3 separate regions of the Sus scrofa genome follow, and all the other regions are linked to region 3. The links are chromatin contacts, called in public Hi-C maps. All regions are on one chromosome and are shown on one strand. The core of a region is the stretch at or near the end of the contact, and the rest is flanking DNA. Distances in the headings are between cores, read along the strand shown.

The links. A called contact is a pair of places that touch in the nucleus more often than the background predicts.
Region 1: a Hi-C map of embryonic fibroblasts shows a contact between it and region 3, with 3 times the contacts expected there. The contact joins the promoter of PDLIM5 here to the enhancer-like site in region 3. A contact is called at or near these places in 3 of 47 Hi-C or Micro-C datasets (embryonic fibroblasts, heart right ventricle and liver) and 2 of 2 datasets of contacts at active chromatin or transcription factors (alveolar macrophages and skeletal muscle).
Region 2: a contact with region 3 is called in a Hi-C map of embryonic fibroblasts, with 4 times the contacts expected there. The contact joins two enhancer-like sites. A contact is called at or near these places in 1 of 5 promoter capture datasets (liver), 18 of 47 Hi-C or Micro-C datasets (alveolar macrophages, blood, brain and 9 more) and 2 of 2 datasets of contacts at active chromatin or transcription factors (alveolar macrophages and skeletal muscle).

The regions. Positions count from the first base shown.
Region 1 is chr8:125,257,362-125,261,489 of Sscrofa11.1, reverse strand. PDLIM5 (PDZ and LIM domain protein 5) reads left to right here and starts at 1,521. Exons shown (of 18, transcript XM_021101756.1): 1 at 1,521-1,650.
Region 2 is chr8:125,296,628-125,300,797 of Sscrofa11.1, reverse strand. No RefSeq gene overlaps it. Among named protein-coding and RNA genes, the nearest start is that of PDLIM5, 39 kb to the right of the region's middle. Within about 2 kb of position 2,302, at least 4 of the 83 cell types and tissues checked have an H3K27ac peak or open chromatin away from gene starts, as enhancers often do. A contact at or near this core is called in embryonic fibroblasts, where this site is marked.
Region 3 is chr8:125,109,908-125,113,680 of Sscrofa11.1, reverse strand. The region is part of intron 9 of PDLIM5 (PDZ and LIM domain protein 5); the gene reads left to right. Among named protein-coding and RNA genes, the nearest start is that of PDLIM5, 150 kb to the left of the region's middle. Within about 2 kb of position 1,575, at least 9 of the 83 cell types and tissues checked have an H3K27ac peak or open chromatin away from gene starts, as enhancers often do. A contact at or near this core is called in embryonic fibroblasts, where this site is marked.

The DNA of each region.
Region 1 (4,128 bases), core at 272-2,771, 150 kb before region 3:
ATCTTTAATCAATCTGAGTTGATTCAGGCTCAAATGAAATCGTGTCAGCAGCAAAGAGAGGAGAAGCAGACATGGGACTCTTAGAGGGTAATTCTGGCCATTGCCCTATGCAACTGTCACAAGCTGTAATCTCTTGCAACCTCAATTTTGTTGACTATGGATGGGATGAGATTTGTCTCCCAAAGTTACCGTAAGGATCCCTACACTGTGTAGCACATTGTCCATTTATAAATGGAAGCTATTGTTATTATTTATTTAATTATTTATTTATTTGGGGAGTGAAAAGTCAAATATGACAACATATTTTAACACATATTTAACCTTCCTTCCAACAGTCTTCTGGAGAATGTGATGAAAACTATGGACTAGCACCGTCCAATGAAAACATCATGCCTGTCGACATAGGTAATTTAAAACGTCTTAGTGTCATATTCAAAAAACAGGCAAAACTAATTTTAATTATATGTTTAACCAAACACTAAAAAATTCTTATCCTTTCAACATGCAATCAGTTTAAAATTATTGATGTATTTTACATTGTATTTTTTTATACCAAGTCTTCAAAATCCAGTGTGCATTTTTACACTTTCATTACAGCTCAATTTGGGCACTAAATTTTCAATGATTAAGTCAAATGTAGTCCTACCCAAATAATTTGTGTTTAACATAAGCATGTTACCCTGCTTCAGTTTTTAATTTAAAGCAAACTTGTGTAAAACAAACAATTCAGGGTCTCAGTCACAGTAGCCATGTTTCAAATGTTCACTAGCGGCTACCGTTTTGGACTGCATCTTCTCTAGAATTTCGTTTGTCCTTCTAGTGTATTCATGGACCTCGTGATCCGTGCTTTACATGTCACTTGGTTAAGAATTGTCTTTTTCACGTTTTATAAGGCAATTCACAGTTTTGAAGAAGCCAAAAAGTTACTTTCCATATGGCCACTATTCAAATTTACTTGTGAATAAATTCCTTGAGCTAAATCAAACAATCTTCTACAAACTGGAAACTGAACCACTGAGCTGGACTTAGAAAAGTAAGTTGAGGTTATAGTGGTTGAACCACTTTGGGCAGCTGCTCTGTATCTCGATCTTCTGGTTTGATCAGAGGACCTAACTTCTAATATTAAAGTGACTGATTTTCACCTTCCTGCTCAGTAAACTTCAGGGTCTTCACTTCTTAGGGCACACAAAGCTCTCTCAAAAAAACCAGGCAGTAGCCGCGGAACTTGCATACTGATAGGGATTTATCAAAAGCCCTCTCCTATTTTTAGCCAAAGCAACTGCTTGCCAATTCAGTTTCTGGAGAGAGAAATGCTTCCAGTACAAAACATTCAGGCGGGGCGGACAAAAATCCCCTAAGACTACTCCCACCGAAACTAGGTAGTGCAATTGTTTTTCCGCGACGGCTTCAGCTCGCCCCAGCAAGCCCGCGAGCTGGGCGCCGCCGCAAGCAGCCTGCTCCCAGCGCGGCGCAGCCCTGCCCGGCCCGAGGGCGTGGCCGGGAGCCGAGGGGGCGTGTCCTGGCGCGGGGGCGGGGCGGGTGGGAGGAGCCAGGAGGCGGAAGTTCCCGCGGGCGGCGGGGAAGGCGCACGCAACGGAGTCACTTGTCAGCTCTCGTCTGAGGCGGAGGCAGAGCCGCTGCGGCCCCGAGGTGAGTTGCCGTCCGCCGGGGATGTACGTCTGCGATCCCCGGTAGGAAGGAGGGAAAGAAGGGGTGGCCGTGCGCCGAGCGCTTGGGTGGACGCTCAGCTAGGGGAGAGGAGAGGCGCGCTGAGCGCTGGGAGGTTTCTCAGGTGTTTGCTGGACGCCCAACGGCTTGGGAGGAGAAGCGCCCTGGAAAAGGCGGCGCGGGAGTGGGCGCCAGGCCAGAGGACGGGCACCGGAGCCCGGGAGGGCCGGCACGAGCGCGGCGGAGGCAGGGACGCGGGACCCGGGCGCCCGGCGTGGCGAGCGCGAGCGCGGAGGGGCTCCCCGGGCACCCCCGCACCGACCTGCGATCCGGCTGCGGGGCGCCGCCGGGCACCCACCTAGGCGTCCCGGGGCACAATCGTCCTGTGCGAATCTCCGGGCGGTGTGGGTGGGAAGCGGGGCTAAACGGGAATGGCGTGTGCATTTTTTTTTATTTGCTCTCACGCCGAGAAGCGTGTATTTCCCCCGCATATTTAGGATTGTGTAACCTGTTAGGGGGAAACTTCCGTGCGTCCAGAAATAAAAGCTTTTTTAAAAAAACAAATCTGCCGTGAACGCCGGATTTATTAGTACTTGCGTACTTGTTGGGGCTTTTTAAAGGCTGTGCCTTCGGTTCGTTTGACAATAAGTGGAAAAAGGAAGGGCGTATGGACAGGGCAGAGCTTGGAAAGAAAATTCGTGGCTGCGCTGGGCAGGGCAGGTCTAGGGTGTGATCGCCAGATCCTATCCCAAGTCCGCCTTCCTGACCACGAGGACATCGCAACCCGCCTGGCCTCGGAAACAGCCGGCTCGGGAACCTTATTTGGCAAACAGGGCTAGGCGTGAACCTCTCCGCTGGCAAACTGTCTCGTCGCCTGCTTTCATCCAGTGCCTGTGGCTTTAGTTCTTTCACTCTATCTCCGCAGTCTCTGAGTCTGCGGAAAAAGAATCTCAAGATACTGCTTTAATTGCAGACTCTTCTTGTCACTCCCAGCAATTCATCAGGAGTTTTCCTTTCCCTCTTCCCACCCACCAAAGAAGCTTAGATAGAAGTGTGGGAAATACCAAGCTTCCTTCCCAAGTACTTGAGTGAAGACATCGTTCGGACTTTCCCTAAAGGAAATCCAGCACCATACAGAAGTTCCAACATTTTCTACATGTTTGAAAGCGGAGAGGCTGCTTGCTATTTCCTGCCTGCTTGGTATTTTAGGCAGACTTTGGGCATTAATAACCAGAGGAGAGACACCTGGAAAAGGCCAATAATGTTACCGTTGCTTAAGGGATCAGAATATTTTAAGGCAGGTGGAGCTAGCAAAGGGAGAATACTGGAAAGGAAATGACATGGACTAGGAATGAACTGACACGGGTTCCTGTAGTGTGGCCGTGACCTGGCCAGCGCTAGAAATTTTAATAACAAATGAGGGAAATCAGGAAGGAAACTCCAAGTAAGGGGAAGTTGCAGGTACATGGGTTAATATATGAATTAAATACATTTTCTTGTAGGGAACAATGAGATCAGAGGAAGTTGAGCCTGACTTTCACATTCTTCTCCTGACGAAGGTTAAAGATTAAAAAAGAAGGAGAGGCAGGCTGCCTGTGAAATATCTGTCGGCTTTATGCACTTTTAATTTGTGTTGTGAGCCATTATTAAAATAGTCTTTCTCTAGAAGTTCTCTGAAACTCTTTTATTACAGCAAGAAAGCAATTACATTATTTGTTGCCCCTTATGACGGCCTTACTGCTCATTTTTCACATACATCTAATAGTCTGACCTCTGGTTTGGCCTTTTCATCTTTTTAGTGCCTGTTACATCAGTACTGATGTAACATATTACCGCCTGGTAGTATGCTAGTGGAAAAGCCCGTTTTCTTTCTGGGTAGATGCAGTGAGGATTTTCACTGATTTTTTTTTTTTTAAGAGCTAGACTTGAAAGCATTTGTTTGTTTGTTTTGTTTTTTAGGTTCCCAGGCAAGGGGTCAAATCAGAGCCGCAGCTGCCAGCCCACACCACAGCCACAGCAACGTGGGATTCGAGCCACATCTGCAACCTACACCACAGGTCACAGCAATGCTGGATCCCCAACCCACTGAGCAGGGCCAGGGGTTGAACCTGCATTCTCATGGATACTAGTCAGATTCTCGTTTCCACTGTGCCACATCAGGAACTCTGGTAGACTGGAAAGTTTTGACTCATTTCCCCATATGAGAAGATGGAATCTGCTTGCCTTTAATATACCCAGTAGTTCAAGTATCTCCATCTGCCACTGTTAGTTTGGGGTGATGGAATAGTAATTTTGAATGGGTTAAAAAGTAGAATAATATTTTAAGACGGGTAATATCAGGTGATAATTTAGTTGAACAGCAAAGATTTCCCAAGGACGTGTGTCTTAAACAGCTTTTTAAAAATGTTTTAAAATTATTACACATCTGGTGCATTATTGATATTTTTAAAGAGGGAAATA
Region 2 (4,170 bases), core at 1,053-3,552, 190 kb before region 3:
ATTGCTGAGTCAAGCTGACCTTGGCAAACACAGCCTTTGTTGCATCACTGTCTGCCATTCAAATCCCCCACTCTGTACCATCACATTGGACAGTTGCATTTCGTCGGGCCATTGCCTCGTTATAAGACCTCAAAGTCGCTGCTGACTACCTCTAATTATATCCGGCCACCCCTCCCTTTGTGGTTACCAGAGCTTGCTGGTCTTCTTTATAGACATCTCTTTGACTCACAGCAATTTCCACTCAGAGCTGTTACTTTTACAAGCCTTTGTAATTCACCACCTATTATAATCTCTTGCCCCTCACCTTCTCTCCTCTTTAATCATCCTAAATGCTACTTGTGTTATAGTAATACATAAGAAAACAATTTCATAAAAGTGTATTAAGTAATTAGCATCAGCTTTGTTCTTATTCTCTGACAGTCAGTGCAGTTGGGGCCAGGGCTTGGCAGGTGAGGGCTGAGCACCCCTCTTGGAGCCCAGGCCGTTGGCCCTAGAAAAGGGGCCACAGGAGGAAGATGCTTCCTGGGGTCACGCCTGAGATGGTTCACTCAGTAACACACATCAGTGATCGGGCTGGGCCAGGAGGAAGCCCGGGCATGAGCCTGCTCAAGGAAACGAGGGACAGACACACGTGGAGCAAGGCCTCAAGACTTGAGCTCAGGCTTCCGCAAATCTAAGAGTGGGATGAAACAAGGCGTGAGCCAAAAGGCAGGAAAAGATGGGCTGAAGTGTAAAAGAACAGCCAGCCTCCCCGTGTTCATAGCCTGCACTTCATAGCTCCTCTAGACCTTGTCTCACTACCACCCACTCACCCAGGACACTCAACCCAAAGCATTGTGTTTCTTCCCAACTTGTTTCTTTCTTTTGCTTCCTCCTCTTTGTTATCTTGATCTACGAGCTTGTCTGCCTTTTTTTTTTAAGCTTTCTGTATGCTTTTCTCATGCTCCTGACTGTACCTAAACAAATCCCAGAATTCAGTTATGCAAATAATTTTACTCTTCTGAGATGGAGAAGAGAGGAGGCTGGGAATCCTTGTTTCCTCTAGCACAATGGCAATTCTTGTCCCTGTTTTTCCCTCTTAGAGTGTCTCGAATTGTTTTCTACTTTTTTCGTCTCATATGTTAATTTATTTTAATTGAGATAAAGAGTCTGAGGAAAAGGAATATATTTTACTTTTCTTTATATTCTCTTGACGACAGCGAATAGACATTCAATACGATTAATCAGTGTACATATATTTGCGTTATGATTGTGTCAAATGTTTTGGAAAAGTTTTATTGTATGTGCTATGGAACACTTAACAGGAAAAACTCTTGGAGCAATTGAAAATTATGGGTTCATGTATGAAACTGGAAAAGCCAAGTAGAAATGGAAAATACACAAAGTAACAACTTTTAAGAATTTTATTTCAGAGTTCCCATCATGGCTCAGTGGAAAGGAATCTCACTAGCATCCATGAAGATGCAGGTTCAATCCCTGCCTTTGCTCAGTGGGTAAAGGTTCTGGTGTTGCCGTGAGCTGTGGTGTAGGTCGCAGACGCATCTTGAGTCTGGTGTTGCTGTGGCTGTGTTGCAGGACAGTGGCTACAGTTCTGATTTGGCCCCTAGCCTGGGAAACTCCATATGCTGTGGGTGCAGCCCTAAAAAGACAATAATAATAGTAATAATAATAATTTTATTTCAATGAATTTTGTGTAATGTAAGGGATTATTGGCAAGTTCCTACTACATGCTAGGTGTTCTTCTAGGTGCTTTAAATGTCATGGTTCACTTTATTTACTCCTCACAGCAATAATAGCAATATGAGGCAAGGATTGTTATTACCACGAATTTGCTAATCAAAAATGAGAAATGTTAGCATGTCCAAGGTCACCCAGGAATAAATGGAGACAGGATTCTAACACAGGCCTTTTGACACTTAGCCTAGGTTATAATCCCCCATATACTACACTTCAATGCAGAGGACACTGAGTGGAAAAAATGTGACCAATGACTCTGATTGTCATACTGGTGATGCCTTAATTTTATGTTTTGACTTGCCTGGGCCACAGGGTGCCCAGCTATTTGGTCAAACATTATTCTGGGTGTTTCTGTGAAGATAGTTTTGGATGAGATTAACATTCAAATAGACTGAGCAAAGCAGATTACCCTACTAGACATGGATGGGCCTCATCCAATCAGTTGAAGCCTTGGCTAGAACAAAAACAGTGACCCTGCCCTTGAGAAAGAGAGAGGTCCTCTCCTCTCCACTGGGACATTAGCTCATCCTGCTCCTCCAGCCTCCTGGGTTCTGGACTGGAACCATTGGCTCCCCTGGGTGTCTGGTTTGCTGACTCACCCTGCAGATCTTGGGACTTACCAGCCTTCATAGGCATGTGATAATAAATCCACACACACACACACACACACACACACCCTACTAGTTCTGTTTCTCTGAAGAACCCTGATTAATACATCATCTATGTGTTTCCAAGAAGAACTGAAGTTCTTTTTTTGAGTTCCTTGGATTTTCTCATGGAAAAACTGTTTTCATTATCATTCCCTTAAAATGCAAAGACAGTATTTATGTGACCTTATGTTATAACTTATGCTTGAGATGAAAGGCCTTAGATGTTCACATGAAAAATGACTTTGATCTTTAATTTCCAAGTGGTCAACTGAAATACTCAGCAGCTCAGCAATGGATATTCGTATTTCAATTTAGTTGCAGGATAAACGCTCTAGAAACCCAATTTCAATCCTGATCTGTTGAGACCTAAGTCTACTAAAATGTAGAACTAATTTAGGAGCTTTGGCTGTCAATGTATAGTGGTTCTTTTTAAAAGGAAAAGCTCTTTTTCCATCCACTATGTTCTTCCCCTGAAATAGTTCATCTCTTTGTCTCTATCTTGAGTGTGCTTAGTCCCTCATGGAAACCCTGCCCTCGCTTTTTTCTTCTTGAGCAAGTCTCAACTCTTCCCACTCACGTTGCAGTTTTTCTTTGTAGGTTTGAATGCCACAAGAGCTTGAGCTTTCGTAGTTAATTTTTCAAATTAGAAATCTTCTACTTGGGAGTTGTGCATTCATGCAGATAATTGATCAAATATATTATCTCAGGTTGAAAGAGCTCTCTGATTTCCATGACCTCTGATTTGGTTCCTTATGTAGTTATTTCAAGGTAATCAGTTCGTCCGAATGATAAGCAAGTTTTGACATGGAACTTGTTCTTTCATGGTTAGAATTCTGAAGTCTAAATGAGATAAAAGCCCAGTTAGTTCCTTTACTTTATGGCCTATTAAAAATTGCTGTTTGGTACATGAAGACTCGACAAATCTCAGACAAAAAATTAAAAAAGGAACTCCTCACAAATGCAAACTAATATATTTACGGTTTCCTAGCATTTTTAGTCCTCTAACACAATAAGATGCATAAACTGGGAACCTCACTAGCTTTGTTTACTCTCATCTCTGTGTTTTTTAAATGAAATCAAGTTCGGACTTTTTCTTAGATTTGGAAACATTTAGATCCTCTCCTCCCCTCCTACCAGAAGGTGTTCAAAGCTAAGGGATTGCTTAATAGTGTAAAGTAGAGGTTAAAACATCAAGAATCAATCAATGGAATTGTTTAGTTACTTCAGCGTCTGAAAAGGTAGGAAGAACTAAAATCCTGTTCCATGCTGCTAAAGAGCAACATTCTGTACAGTGGGTTGGGCTCACCCTGGATTGGAGAGTTTTTTTAAATCCTACGGTCCCTTGTCTGAACTACCTTATAAAATTATAAACATATGTAATGGATAATTGAAAATATATGAGACCTAGCCTAATAAAAACATAATTATTAAGATTTTAAAATCTTGGAGTTCCTGTTGTGTAGCTCAGCAGGTTAAGAGCCTCTCTAGTACCCAAGAGGATGTAGGGTCAATCCCTGGACTCACTCAGTGGGTTAAGGATCCAGTGCTGCCACAAGCTGCCGTGTAGTTTGCAGATGTGACTGGGATCTGGCGCTGCTGTGACTGTGGTGTAGGCTGGCAGCTGCAGCTCCCATTCGACCCCTAGGCTGGGAACTTCCAGATACCAAGGACGTGGCCAAAACAATTAAAAAAAATTAAATCTACTTTCCTGCTGATTTATTTGAGTGGTTCCCCAATTGTTTGAGGGGAGGGATATCGACATGAATTAGGATAAACTCTTATT
Region 3 (3,773 bases), core at 326-2,825:
ACGTGGAATCACTGACTTAGACCCGGTTGGAAATACTACTCTTACCTCTGTTGTGGTCCCTCCTTTTCTGATCTGTGTGACAGCTGTTTGTTTCCATATCCCATATGCCTGACTAGAGTAGAAGCTCTCTGAACACAGGTCTTTGTATGCTTCACTCCTCCACCCTTGTCTTAGGCTCTAATTAGCACTGATGACTGATGGTAATAATGGTATGTGATTGTTCATTTCTCCAATTCCCTAATAGTTGAATTTTTAGGAAATTGCTTACAACATGGTATGCTTGTCTTTTTAATGGAATAAAAATTCAACACAAGGTCAAAATTTCATAAAAACATCAAGGCATTAATATCTATACTGAACGTGAAATAGAACCATCTAAAGCTGCTGGAAAGGAGAATTGTGCCCTGGGCAACCTACCTGGCAAAAGTGGATGCTTTTCCCTTGGTATTTTCTGTTGAGTGGTCATGGAAGATACTTTTTAAAAAGTAAGGGAACATTTGTTCCTTAATGCATCTTCCTTTGTATTTTTGGCCTATTTCAACATGAATAGAGCTCAGTGCCTCCTGTGAGGTGAGAATACCTGACTAATTTTAGAAACAGGCATTTAAAATACTTGGTGCTCCGATTGCAAATACCAACAAAAATTTATCATACGAAGGAAATGATTAAAATTAAGAGTTTAATCTAAAACACTGATTAAAAAGAAATATCCCTGGAGTTCCCATCAAGGCTCAGCAGTTAGCAAACCTGACTGGTATCCGTGAGGACATGGATTCGATCCCTGGCCTCACTCAGTGGGTGAAGGATCTGGTGTTGCCGTGAGCTGTGGTGTAGGTCGCAGAGGCGGCTCGGATCTGGCATTGCTGTGGCTGTGGCGTAGGCTGGCGGGTGTAGATCAGGTTAGACCCCTTGGCTGGGAACCTCCATATGCCACGGATGCAGCCCTAAAAAGCAAAAAAACAAAGAAAAGAAAAGAAAAAACTTAGACAGCAGAACCTGCATAAGTACTTCCAAACATACTCTTTTTACAGCAAGTTTTTAAAACATTTTAGCTTGTTCACAGATACTCGTATGATCACATAAAATAGAGTAATGAAGAAACACAGAGGGCTGGCCTGTGCCTTTCTTCATTATTGATGTTTCATAGATATTCTCGACTCTTGTTGCATATCCTTACTAAGGCATGTGCCCTTTGAGTAAATTTGCCATCCTCTATACGCTGTACAGAGATCTCAAGAATCATTCCCTAGGCTCATATTTTCACGTATTTTCATGATGTAAGAATAAACAGATTTGCCCCAAAGCACAGAACACCAAGGCTTTCCCAGGCATAGCCTAATTTTTAAAAATAAAAATAAAACCTTAAAGGCCAGATAGAATTGCTTAGCCAATGTTATCGTACACATTCCCGAAAAGTGTTTCACAAACCTGGAAAAAAGACTGCAGTTTCAAAAAATGGGCATATAACCAAGCAGTAATTACTGTTGCAAAACATGGAATATTTGTGCTGTATCGCCTTTTCATTTTCTGCTGGTGAGTTTCATGGTCCTATGCGAGGGTTGGTTTGGCGACTATAATGTAAAGGTCGCCATCTATTGAACAGAAGTAATTACTGCACTTAAGCTCTTGGTGAGAAAAGTATGAAATTACTGACGTCAGAAACATAGTTCCTTTCTACGCTGTTTTTCACACACAAATTATTTCTCAGTTTAATTATGGGAATACTTGGGTTCTTTTCCAAAATTGAGCTGGTAAGACTACCATTTATGAAGATTTTTTTCATCAAAATCACCTCATAATAAGCAAAAATTGATGTTCATAGTCGAAATTATGCACTAAGTCCTTTAGAAATTGGTTCAGACCAGAGGGAGTTCCCGTTGTGCCTCAGCAGATTATGAACCTGACTAGTCTTCATGAGGACGTGGGTTCCATCCCTGGCCTTGCTCAGTGGGTTAAGGATCCGGTGTTGACACAAGCTGTGGTGTAGGTTGCAGATGCGGCTCGGATCCTGTGTTGCTTTGGATGTGGTGTCAGCTGGCAGCTGCAGCTCCAGTTCAACCCCTAACCCTTGAACTTCCATATGCTGCACCTGTGGCCTTAAAAAAAAAAAAAAGTCTATAAGGCCTTCTTAAAAGCCAAATAGTATTGAAAAAAGGAGGGCAGGATTGCCAAGACCCAGAATTAAAAGTTCTCAAGAAGCAAATCACACTCACCACATTTTGGATAGATTGGGGGAAATGTTACTGCATATATTTTTTGGAGCATGGGGTGCTGTGACAGCTTTCTCAAGACACATGGCATCTCCAGGGACTCTCAGTGGGTGGCTGTAACAGTGGGCATTCAGACAGAGTCATTTATATTTTCAAATAGGTAATTTGACCCTGCAGTATTGAATAGTACATCTTTTTAATCTGAATTTGGAAAAATGCTTTTATCATATATTAATTCTTTTCATAATCTTAGCATTACATGACTACTATACAGTGGATTGTAACAGGTGATTTGTAAGTAGGCATTACACCTTAAAATCCTTATATGGGTATTTTTTATAGATGTAGTGTAAATAAATGCTCGTTCATTACCGATCTTGCCTTCAGACCCCTTTCTACATTTTTTAGCATATGGAGGTTCCCAGGCCAGGGGTCTAACCTGATCTACAGCTGCCAGCCTACGCCAGAGCGACAGCAACATGGGATCCGAGCCGCGTCTGCAACCTACACCACAGCTCACGGCAACGCCAGATCGTTAACCCACTGAGCAAGGGCAGGGATCGAACCCGCAATCTCATGGTTCCTAGTTGGATTTGTTAACCACTGCGCCACGACGGGAACTCCTACATTTTTCTCTAAAGAGACATAGGAACTGTATAGCTAACTTAAAGAGTTCATGTAATATTGAGACTGGACATTTAATAATGGGAAAATCCATTAGACAAAAGGCAAGAGCAGAGAAATGCATGAAAGTGAAGTTTGAAAGGTGTGAAGAAAATGAGATATAACAACAAAGAGCAAATTCTTCTCCCAACACAAATACGTTCCAGTTCCTTCGAGATCTCCTTTCCTGTTTCCCTCTTTTCCTTGCTTCAGTAAATTGGAAAAGCTCCAAGAAAAATCATTTCTTTGAGTCCGTTCTTTTTCGTTGCTCTCACACAAAGAAACCTCATCTGGGGTGGTATTGTCATGAGCTTCATGATCTTCTCACCTCTGATAGTCATTTCTGCTCCTCTGCGTGCAAATCAAGGACGCCCCCTACTTGCTGATTTTTAAATTCGCTTCGAGATGCCATGTCAATTACAGGTAGAATGAGCAAGCTCAAATCCTGTTTTTAGGCTGCTACAGAAACAAAGACTGTTGAAGTTCATTAATAAATTTCGCTTGTGCTTAGGAGTGTCAGAAATTTCCAGCTGAGGTTCAGTTGATTTAATCTTCCAGAAGGCAGAGCATGATGATAAGGGAGCATGCTCACCGGTGTTTGTCAGGAAGCCAGTGGGAAGGTACTCATTTTTCCTGACAGCCAGCAGTTTCCTGGGCTAAAATGCATAGCGTTGCCATGCTGGTGAACCCCACAAGTACAGAATGCAGCTGTGATCCTGGTATATGGAACTTTCTGCTTAGCAGCATTATTCTGTGAAAGTGTGCTTTGTGGAAGAGTGAAAATACCAAGGACAATTTATTGTCAATTTCCTCCTTTACCTGCTCTAACATGTGCATTTTAAGATTTCCGAATTTCTCGTATTGAAAACTTGCCATGTGGGGATGTACTAAGTCACTCTG